Linked DNA regions of Drosophila melanogaster: all the other regions are linked to region 3. Evidence: chromatin contacts called from public Hi-C and HiChIP or PLAC-seq data. All regions are on one chromosome and are shown on one strand. The core of a region is the stretch at or near the end of the contact, and the rest is flanking DNA. Distances in the headings are between cores, read along the strand shown.

Evidence for each region. A called contact is a pair of places that touch in the nucleus more often than the background predicts. HiChIP or PLAC-seq counts read pairs in DNA pulled down with a chosen protein or histone mark.
Region 1: a contact with region 3 is called in a Psq HiChIP or PLAC-seq map of the Kc167 cell line, with 4 times the contacts expected there. The contact joins the promoter of NetA here to the promoter of l(1)G0469 in region 3. A contact is called at or near these places in 2 of 107 Hi-C or Micro-C datasets (the Kc167 cell line and embryo) and 1 of 6 datasets of contacts at active chromatin or transcription factors (the Kc167 cell line).
Region 2: a Hi-C map of the Kc167 cell line shows a contact between it and region 3, with 4 times the contacts expected there. The contact joins the promoter of CG11095 here to the promoter of l(1)G0469 in region 3. A contact is called at or near these places in 5 of 107 Hi-C or Micro-C datasets (the D17-c3 cell line, the Kc167 cell line, the S2 cell line and 2 more) and 2 of 6 datasets of contacts at active chromatin or transcription factors (both in the Kc167 cell line).
Region 4: an H3K27ac HiChIP or PLAC-seq map of the Kc167 cell line shows a contact between it and region 3, with 2.7 times the contacts expected there. The contact joins the promoter of AMPdeam here to the promoter of l(1)G0469 in region 3. A contact is called at or near these places in 2 of 107 Hi-C or Micro-C datasets (the Kc167 cell line and testis) and 2 of 6 datasets of contacts at active chromatin or transcription factors (both in the Kc167 cell line).

Annotation. Positions count from the first base shown.
Region 1 is chrX:14,652,675-14,655,374 of dm6, reverse strand. NetA (Netrin-A) reads left to right here and starts at 1,447. Exons shown (of 7, transcript NM_001298314.1): 1 at 1,447-2,700. The coding sequence starts at 2,131.
Region 2 is chrX:13,810,266-13,812,965 of dm6, reverse strand. CG11095 reads right to left here and starts at 1,282. Exons shown (of 2, transcript NM_132699.3): 1 at 921-1,282; 2 at 96-854. The coding sequence starts at 1,207. The coding sequence ends at 290. It overlaps inaE (inactivation no afterpotential E), which reads right to left. Exons shown (of 15, transcript NM_176727.3): 15 at 1,473-2,700.
Region 3 is chrX:14,210,127-14,212,826 of dm6, reverse strand. It overlaps l(1)G0469 (lethal (1) G0469), which reads left to right and starts at 1,370. Exons shown (of 3, transcript NM_001272614.1): 1 at 1,370-2,393. The coding sequence starts at 1,757. The region is part of intron 2 of Prp16 (pre-mRNA processing factor 16); the gene reads right to left.
Region 4 is chrX:13,844,544-13,847,243 of dm6, reverse strand. It overlaps AMPdeam (AMP deaminase), which reads left to right and starts at 1,378. Exons shown (of 9, transcript NM_001258730.2): 1 at 1,378-1,892. The coding sequence starts at 1,769. It overlaps mamo (maternal gene required for meiosis), which reads left to right. Exons shown (of 11, transcript NM_132704.4): 11 at 1-1,128.

The DNA of each region.
Region 1 (2,700 bases), core at 198-2,697, 440 kb before region 3:
AATCTGAAAGTAAAATTTAGGTGTATTTATTATTATAAACATAATTGATATAATGTTTGATTAGAAAAACATGCTTTTATGATTTATTCATTTATGCATTCAATTTAATGGCGATTTTAGCTCATATTTACAATAAACCTTTTATGCCTTCCAACGATTAGGTGTGAGCATTGTGATTAAGCCCATATCCCAGCACCCTCGTGAGAAGCCGAATAATTAAGGTATATATTTCGATACGGTTTCGACCGTTGCCACGCCCCTGCGCTCATACGCCCACCCGACCACACATGCCCCATACAAGCTAATTATACGCGCCTCCAAATAAAAACAAACAAAAGCGCGTGGACGCCGATTATGAAGGCAAAAGCCGAAGGGAACCGAAAGTGAAACGCTTATCAGAAAGGTGCAGGCAAAATGCAGAAAATATTGGAGTAGGCAGTGGGGAATATCGGGGAATTTGGTGGGCTATATGTATATGTATACGTATGGGGTGCTCATGGTGATGAGGCAGGGGGGGGGGGAAGCTATAATGAAGCCATCGTCGTCGGCATGACCATCATCCGCTCGGCGTAATTACGCGCCCCCTTCGAAAATTGATGATTTTCATTAACGACTAGTTAATAACTTAGCCAGCGCGAGAACGAGAGAGTTGGAGGATTGAAGATCGGAGATTTCGAGGCGTCTTTATTATCGATAGCCATCCGAAAGGTAAACAACACAAGGTGAATAAGGAGAATAAGAGCCAGAAGAACGGAATGATGTCTTCTCTTCTGCTTCGGTCTCGAAATTCTCAATATTTGGCTGATTTGTAGCCGCTGATTAAATTGGAAAACATCGATTCGTATTATTGGATTTTCGGTGTGTTTTCCAAACTTTGAATTCGTTTCGGTCTGGCAATAATATTGAGTTGTGGTTTTCTTAAGATTTTCCCAACTTTTCTTTATCGATCTATTTGAATAATGAACGATAAGTTTTGTGAAAATAGATTTGTGTTCGGGTTTCTTAGCGCTACTTAAATTTAAAAACGATTAATTGATGTATGCATATATATGTATACATAGCTTTTAAGGCAATTTCTGTTGAGAAAAGCAGTTATCTCCCCATAAAGTGGACAAAATGTTTGGATTTGCTGTGTGGCCCCGTTTGTGCGGCCAAGTCAACAAAAACAAGCGACGGCAAACAAAACAGTGGCTATTTGCCGACAAACCGGCAACAAAATGTGTCGCCGAGTGGCAATAAAAGTAAAATAATTGCAGCGCCAGCAAAGCAACAAATGTTGCGACCGAACTGCGCAACTCTCAAATGTGACTGAGAGCAAGATGAGTCTGAACAAAGACAGAGAGAGAGAGAGAGCGGTTTGTTGTTGTTGTGGCAGCGCAGCATCAGCAACATAATGGAGCAACATGTTGCGGGCAGCGATCTCAAGCGCGGTCACCACAAACTCACACACACACACAGTCACCCACACGCATACACGCACGTGCAGACGACACCTCGCGGGAAACCGAAAAACCGAAAAAACGAGCGACGAACGAAAACGAACACACAGTCGCCTGTGGACAAGCAGCCCGACTTGACGTTACGAACCGAACGCCGCCGAACGAACGGCGATTTGAACGACGCGATTTGAGATTTTGTATTGGAGATTTGCGATTTGCGAATTCGAGTGGCTGGAGTTTTGAGACGCGACGCGCGCTTCAAAAACGCCTGCGCAAACAGCTGCCAAAGCGGCGATTTCGAATTTTTTTGAGTGTTCAAGTCTGTTAACTTCAAAACTATTGGCGCGATTGACGAATTTTTTGTTTAGTGCGACTCTGGTGACTTTTCAAACTATTGAAAATCACAGAATTTGGAGTTCTTGTTCAAATTCTAAAATTTTTGAACGGTTTTGAAAATTGCAAGGTATTTTTATTTGTGATTTGCCAAGACAATTAAATACCAAAAAATTAGTGATTTCCAAAACTACAGAACAGTTTTAAATTTATAATTTTGAAACTACGTAATCTTACATTATCCAGTGCGTTTTTTTTTAAACTAAAAAAAACTGAAGATTTCGTTTTGTTTTGAGTGATTAAAAAAAAACCAACAATACAATACTGGCGAGTTAAGCAAGCCACTAAAATTGCAAACATGATCCGTGGAATCTTGCTCCTGCTGCTGGGAACCACCAGGTTCAGCCCCATCCAGTGCATCTCCAATGACGTGTACTTCAAGATGTTTTCGCAACAGGCGCCGCCGGAGGATCCGTGCTACAATAAAGCGCACGAGCCACGCGCCTGCATTCCGGACTTTGTGAACGCCGCCTACGATGCTCCAGTGGTGGCCAGTTCCACGTGCGGATCGTCGGGTGCGCAGCGATATTGCGAGTACCAGGATCACGAGCGCTCCTGCCACACCTGCGACATGACGGATCCGTTGCGCAGCTTTCCAGCCCGCTCGCTGACCGATTTGAATAACTCGAATAATGTGACCTGCTGGCGCAGTGAGCCGGTGACCGGAAGTGGGGACAACGTAACCTTGACCCTCTCGCTGGGCAAGAAGTTCGAGCTGACCTATGTGATCCTACAGCTGTGCCCGCATGCTCCGCGTCCCGATTCGATGGTGATCTACAAGAGCACCGATCACGGGCTCAGTTGGCAGCCATTCCAGTTCTTTAGCTCCCAGTGCCGCCGGCTTTTCGGACGTCCCGCCCGCCAATCC
Region 2 (2,700 bases), core at 33-2,532, 400 kb after region 3:
TGCCTTTTACTTAACATGTTCATTTCATGATAAGCCTTATCAAAGATATAAATCATTAAATGGCATCGTCTTAGCTCGAATAAAGAGCTCCTCTTCGATTTCAACATAATGGTCAACAGTTTTATTATAAATCTCTCCGAGAATTAACAATTAACGCGTACACTAAAACAAAGAACACCATCAGAATTGGCCAATTGTTCGGTTCGAGCGAAGCACATTTGGCCCAATCACAGTACCAGATTGTTGCTAGCCTGAGTAGGATTACGGTCGGCGGATCGCGGATGTCTCGTCAGGTGCGCATCGAGGGATCCCCGGCGGAGTGCTCGCGATGATGCGGCAGCTTGGGCGGTAGCTTAAAGGGCCGAATGAACTTGATGTTCGTCTTGAGGCAATCGGGCAGCAAATTGGGTGGCAGCAGGCAGTGCAGGAAGAGGTGCGTCAGATAGCCGGTGATGCCCCAGATGCGATAATGGTCTACAACAAATACTGGACCGCTGTAGCCGCTACGAAACTGTGTGTGCCTGGTGGCCTTGGGCAGCATTAGCGAAGTGAGCGGCACACTAAACGCCTCCTCCACCTCCTCCCAGTTGAGACGCAGCTCGGAGAGGCTAAAGTCCGGCACCACGCCCACCACTGGCACAATCGACGAGGTCCTCGGCAGCTGTAGCTGCTTGGCCTCGCCCCACACCTGGATGCGATGGCGCGGTAGGCCGATCTCCTCCTCTGTTTCGCGCAGCGCACAGTCCACGTAGCTCGAGTCGTGATCATCGCGCCTTCCGCCCGGAAAGGAGATCTGAAAGCTGTGGCTGCGCAGGTGTCGCGATCGTCGGGTGTATAGTAGGGATATTTCATTCCTGAAAGAGCAAAGCGATGCAGCTTATTCAAATGGTCGCATTCCTAGTTTAACTGGCTATACTGACGTGCCGCGCTCCTGGCAGAGGGCGATAAGAACCGCGGATGTCTGCTTTTCCCGGCGACTGGGCGTGAGCGCCTTGGGACGCGGGAATGCCGGCAGGCTGCGCATCTTCTCCATGCACCTGCGCTGCGATTCCGGTCCGAGGAGCTGGTCGGCAGTGATCGACTGGTCGACATCCGGCGGTTTCGAGGACGTGGCGGATGCGGCGCTTGAGCAGGAGGTGACCAGATGGCGGTTCAAGTGCAACAGTAGCTGCGGCACTGTGCGACTCGCCTGGGCAATCAGGGACATCGTTTTTGGCTATAGAACACCGAATCGAGCAATGATGTAAACAAATGCGAACGCAACGAACTTTGGAATTGGACAAAAAACCAAAACAGAGCCGTTAACAGCCGATAGTGTACTGTTGTGCGCCACAGTGAGCTGTTAGCGGTTAACAGTGCGGTGAACTCAACCACTTTCAAAATACCATATTCCAACTAAGCAAAAAACCGTTACACTTTAAAGTTTGAAGTTTTTTGTGCCATTTTCCTAATCAACGACATTACAGAGTATTCATTTTTTAAAACGTTTTATTAAAATTTCTCGTCGCTTGGGGCTTGGCTGCACAAAAAAATATATATTTATATATCTGTATATAAATATACATATTGCATTTAGTTAATAGTAAACGCTTGTGTGTTAATGCTAAATGTTGTTCCTTAGGTAATCGGTATGCAAAATGTTAGATTCCTTGTGAGTTCCTTTAATTTGTAATCAACTGGTTTTGTGTATGTATCGCTTGTGTGAAAGCAATGGCAACGGCATAATTGTCGACTTTGGGCTGAAATCGCATCTGTGTGTCCAGGTGAAGGTACTGCTTGCAACTTACAACTATTAAACGTTACTTTCGTTATTGCCGGCAGCCTGTTTGGCTGCCAATCCTCCGGCGGCCACGCGCGTGCGGGTAAATTTACTAATGGACGTGGGCGATGCGGAAGCGGAGGCGACAGCGGCAGCAGCGTCCAAACGGAGACTATTCCCGGCCGGATAGACGCAGCCCTTGGCCCGACGTCGTCCCGCCGGAGAGCCGGTACACCTATCACCGATTTGTACTAGGCTAGGCAGATCCTCGCTCCGGGAGAAGACGAACTCCTCGGACGAGAGCCGTTTCCTCACCCGGCCACCAACCACATCCGGTCGTTTGCCATTGCTGAGCGGCGATGGTGAGGCTGGGGCCACCAAAGCCGGTGTCTCTATCGCGCTGCCACCGCCAAGAACGGGAAAATGCGATTCCAACACGCCGGGCCGTATGAGTATCTCCTCCAGGTGGTTGCCAGACGCCCCAGTGCCACCGTTCTGCCGAGCCGGTGTGGCAAACTGTTCCAGCGATGAGCTGGCACTGTAGAAACTAGTATCTGTGGAGCCCAATCCCATGGCGGCACCACCACAACCCCCGGAAATCTCTGTGCCGCACTTCCCGTGCTCCGAGCGAGTACAGCAGCCACGCTGGACATCCCGATCGCAGGGACAGTGTGGACACAGTCGCAGGCAGTCCGCGTCCGTCAGGATATCGCTATCGCTGAATGTCAACTTCTTGGCGGGCTGCGTTTGCCTCGTCGCATCGGGATCCCCGTCCAGCGGATCGGCGGACTTGGAACTCTGCACCGCATTGGCACCGTGCGGCAGCTGCAATCTCTGTAGGCTGTGGGCCGACGCAGACTCAAAGCTATCGTCGCTGGAGTCCAGACTATGCGCCGCTGGCGATTGATCCGGAAAGATGCGCGGAAAGGTGATGAACACAC
Region 3 (2,700 bases), core at 121-2,620:
TTTTAAGACTAGGACAATTTGTTCTTATTGCTATTTATCAATCGATAAGATAACCTATTGAATTGTAACAAGTTCTTCGAACGAAATGAGGGGGTTTGTTCGTTAATTTTGTCATTTCATACATACTATCGAGTGTTGCCCGTGCTCGATCACATGTTTCGTTTGAGATCGAACCGAATCGAAAACAAACCATTAAGCAATAAACCTCCATTCGCATCAATCAATTCACCTGGCCAGTGACGTTTTTGTCTACAATTGGGCTTCGTGACGAATAACTGCGACGTTGACGAAAGCCCAACAAATAATGCTCATAATTGGGGGGCCATAATCCAGTCGGTTCCACTCGAAGGATGTCGCCGCACGAGCCACACAAGGATCGAAATATTGGCCTTATAGCCGTAAAATAGATAATTATTTAGTTGGCGCGCCGTTTGCGGGGGAAGAGAATGGCGAAACAGCATAGCGGAATGCCATACTCACCACAGTTCACAGTTCGAAAGGCGGAGAGAGAGAGGGAAAGAGAGACAGACAGAGAGCCTCAGCGAGATTGAGATTCCTCTCTGAAATAAACCGGCTTCGGTTATAAATAATATCGCTCTCCGTTAAGTTATCTTTAGACTCAGTCCCTTGGGTGTTGGAATTCAATAACTATCTTAGTAGTTGCGGTTTGCATTTTCCTAAACTGCAATTTATAGTTTGCTTCAAAAAGCAGAAATTAGTATTTCCTATCCGATTAGTTGAAGACATATGAGCAACTTTACCATTTGATCTACTCTTGGTTTTTTTGCAACATGAATTTCATGACTGTAATATGAACAGTGGACTAGAAAAGCAGTTTTGGGCGCAAGACTTAAAGATTTAATACCAAGTTGTAATTGAATATCAATGATCCAGGTAAACATCATATAGCAAACAACAAGTTTTTTAAAAAACTTATTTTCTTATTGAGTTGCACACTAAAAAGTAATGCAAATGCACAGTCATATGCACAGAACAGTTATGGACATTGTTTGTGGATAGTTCAGATTTAATTTACTTTATGATTAATAAATTAACATATTGCTAGTCTTTCGCGCTCGAGCGGCAAGCTCGTTGTACTTTCGCAAGCACTTAATACATTTTTTAAAAACCTACATTGTTGGAGATAACAAATTTTGCATATTTAAATCCTGAATTCATTGCATATGTTGCTGCATTTCGGCCAATGTACTGTAAACAAATGCAACATTGAGAGCTGGCGCTCTCTTGCACTGTTAACGTTCGGTTAACAGTGCGTGAGCAGAGCGAAGAGCGCCGATGAGAGCAAAGTCGGCAGAGCTTGGGCAGAGCTCGAGCAGAGCCATATAAAGCGACGTGCCCGAAAACATTTGTATTTGTAAAAAGCAAACCGACGAGCGGATAAGGCGGAATATCTGAAGAGCAGCAGCGAAAAACACGAAAAGCCAGAAACAGAAACCAAAAACCCAAACCGAAACAACTCGAACTTCGTGTGCAGTGTGGCAAACTCAAAAAGAAACTGAAACAGATAACATAAGAAACCGAAAGAAGCAGCAGCAGCGAATCGAAGCGTAAAAAAAAAAAACAGAGCAAATTGAAAGAAGCACAGAACAAAACACAACACAACAAATTTAAATAAAATCCAACGCAAACAGCGAGAGAAAAGTTATTCCGGAAAACGCGCGGAAAAGTGCATTTCGAATTTCATTAATTTTTTTTCGAGTGAAAGTTGGGCGCTTCAGGCCCAACAACGCCCACAATGAACCGTTCGAACAGCTTTGTCAGCTCGCTGAAATGGTGGCCACTGCAGGGTCACAACAACCAACCGGTGGCGCCACCTGCCAGCGGTTACTCCCAATCGGCGCCCAGCTCGCCCACCTCCAATTGGCCACCGCCACTGCAGCAGCATCAGAATCCCACAACCGGCACCGCCCACCGCCTACTGCCGCCCAGCGGGCAAAAGAATGGAATTGCTGGCGGCACCGTGGGCGCCACATTCGGCAGCAGTGTGGCAGTGCAAAAGCTGCGCGAATCCAAGTGGTTCAAGCCCGAGGAGCAGCGCATCTTTTGCGCCGTCGTCGAGTGCGGTTTCGTGGTCGAGATCCGCAGCAGCGCCGCAGCCGAGGCGGCCGCAGCTAACGCAGCAGCAGCGGCCGCAGCAGCCGACACCGGTGACAACGACCTCGACGTGGACGCTCTGGAGGAGCTCGACTGCCCACTGACCAACCACCCATCGCCGCCGCATCGCAATCACAGCCATAGTCACAGCCAAATCCAAAACCAATCCCAGCGGCTGGTCATCCCGCGCAACGGTAGCAGTTTCCTGGAGACGCAGGACGAGAATGAGACGCCTGTCGCCTCTTGGTATGGAATCGTGCTCTGCAAGGTGGCCAAAGGTAAGTTCATTGCGAAAGACACAGAGAAAATGTTGCGACTTTTCAAGTGCAGACATTACGGAAATGCGAGTAAATCTATACATATTTATACTATTCTTATGAGATTTCATAGTGTGAAATTGTATGGATATAGATATAGAGTATAAACAAAATTAATAGTCCATTTTCATTTTGTTCATATCTATTTGATAAGTGGTAAAATTAAAACGACAAAAATGTGGCTCTTTATCACTTTAAGTGCGCAGATCAATTGAATGTTTACTCTGCTCATATCTTTGTGATAAGCGAATAATATTAAATAAGTATT
Region 4 (2,700 bases), core at 129-2,628, 370 kb after region 3:
ACAAGAAAAATTAGCGAAAACACACGAAAAATTTATATATATACATATATATTTCGATATTTAAAACTTCATTCGGAAAGAAAAGCAAAAAACATTAACAATTTTGAGCAAACTCTCGGTGTTTTAAAATTAAGCGCATGCAAAGCCACATTACACTAAAAAATTAACTAAACCCAGAGTAAACAAAATAATAAGTTAAGCAAACAGACGTAAACCAAAAACAAAAACCTCTTTCACTTTCGTGTCTTTGACTTAAAACCAAAAAACTAAGGCGACAAAATAAGCAGAAAAAAAAACCAAAAAACAAAAAATATTAAGCATATTTTTAAAATGTAATTTAGCACAAAAACAAAACAAGACAAAATCAAAAAAAAAAACCAAAAACAAAGCGAAAACGCAAAAAAGAAAACACAATTTTTAAACTACCAACGTATTGATGTGTATTTGATAACAAAATCAAAATTGTAATGAATTGAACAGGACATAAATGGAAAACCAAAATATTTGAAATGGAACTAATCAAATTAAATGAACCATTTTTTTTCACATCTCTCAGATATTTCGAATCTTACGTTTTTCGGTTTCGAATTCGAATCTTGCGTTGAGAACGATTTAGAAGGAAAACTTTTACAAAACTACGAAATGCAATGCCTGCCAAAGAATTAATGTTTTTAATGCGAAATGCAAAGGGAAACGATAAACAAATATTACTTATATGCAACCAAACAACAACAACAACAACAACAAAAGTTCAATAAAGCCGTTCCAATAAAATGAAACCAAGTAAAAACTGAGAACTAAAACAAGCAACAAAAATCAAACTTGTTCGGAGATCTTTTGCGTTTCCTTATACAAAGACATTTACGACGACTAAACCAAAGAAAACCAAAAAAAAAAAAAGAAAAGAAGGAGAAACACGAACATTTTTTTTTTTTGCCACTCAATTAATGAATGCAAAAATTAAATGTGAAAATCAAGAAAAAACTATTTGTCGTGTACAAGTAAACTTATTTGTATTCCACTAGTAAAGTGAAATGTTTATTGGTTTTATTTTATGAAACAAAACAAAACAAAACACCACCATTTTTATGCATTACATTATAAAAAGAAACAACAAGCAAATAAAATACATTTAAAAAAAAAAAACAAAATTTGTTTTAGCTAACACAAAGTAGGGGGAGTACTGCAAAGTTCAATTGAGTTGAACAAATTCAAATTTAAGCGCGCACTTAACCAGTGCTGTCGGATGTGTTTAGTTGCACATATAAATAATGCTGGTTCATGTCCTCGCTTTCCGTAGCGAAACGTAAGCTTACGCTGTAACATTTGCAAGCTCAATCGCTCGTGCTCTGGTCACACTGCGAGCTGGCTCACAAATTTTAGTCGCAAAAAAAAATTCGCACTGAACAGAAGTTATTCGCCAATTTAATTACAATCGCACACGAAATAGCAGTATTATTGTTCTTACCACCGTTTGTTGTGGTTGTTGTTTGCATTTTATTCTTTTTTTTTATAGTGTTTTACCATCGAGTGTGCGTAAGAGTATCAAAAAAAAAAACAAAAAACTTATACAGATAGCGCGATAGGCAATTAGTTTGTGGAGTGCAAAACTCGAAAGTTTCTGCGCGTATTTAGCCTGCGTTTTCGAGTCGCAACATCTGCGTGGATCCATCCGGAAGGTTCCGCAGGCTCCGAAAGAGGCTCGTTTTCGAATTCCAGCCGTAGTTGGAATCGAACCCGGTACAAAGGACATCGCAAGCGCCGGGCTATGCAGAGCTACGCGGACGCACTGAGTGCCAAGGGCTATCGCAGCTTCGGATTCGATACGGACATGGAGATGGACATGGACATGGGCTGCACTACGATGCGGCGCATCGAGAAGCGCAAAGGCGGTAAGTGTCTCACTGTGGGCGTGGTTGTTTAGGTGTAGAGGGGGGGGGGGGGGGTGTTGGTTGCAAGCAAGATGATCGAATTTGTAAATGTCGTGCAACAATTTTTGAGTAACTTCCCTTTTCTACTTTTAGTTGGTTTATCTTGAAATTGATCTAAAATTACACTAGTTAAAAGCATATTTAGTTCAAATTATTGTAGTTTAAATTGCAATAGCAATATCTTCGAACAATGGAGCATTTGTTCGTCAATATATATTGCCAACTCATCTGCATATTTATTGCATTTTGTGTGCAATTTAATTTGTGGCATGCAGTGTACATTTAAATTGCATACTGCACTATTGCGAAGCCAAAACAATTTGATTGGTTTCAAAAGAAACCAATTTTCGCCGTTCTCATTTTGCATTTATTTTGCATTACAAATGATTAACGAAAACAGTGGCGTAGTGGCAGTCATGTTTTTAGCGGTTATGTTGTATTTTAGTTTCGCTTTTGTGTTTTTAAAAATACGCGCTAATTTCTAAAATAATGATGATTGCATTTATTGTGTAGTTGAACTGTGTTCCTCGTACGTGAATGTTTACAGGTTACAGGGTGCATTTAGATGAGGGACAGCTTCTGACCCCCGACCACGCCCCTTTTCCATTGCGCCCCTGCGAACGTGTGTGTGAAATGTATGCCTATGTGTGTGTGTGTGTGTGTGTGTGTCGGATGCATTGACTTTTGCGCCTTCGTTTACCTCGTTTACTGGTCATCGCCGTGAAATATTTCCACTTCCATGTCCAAAGAAACTCACTCTCACCCACAC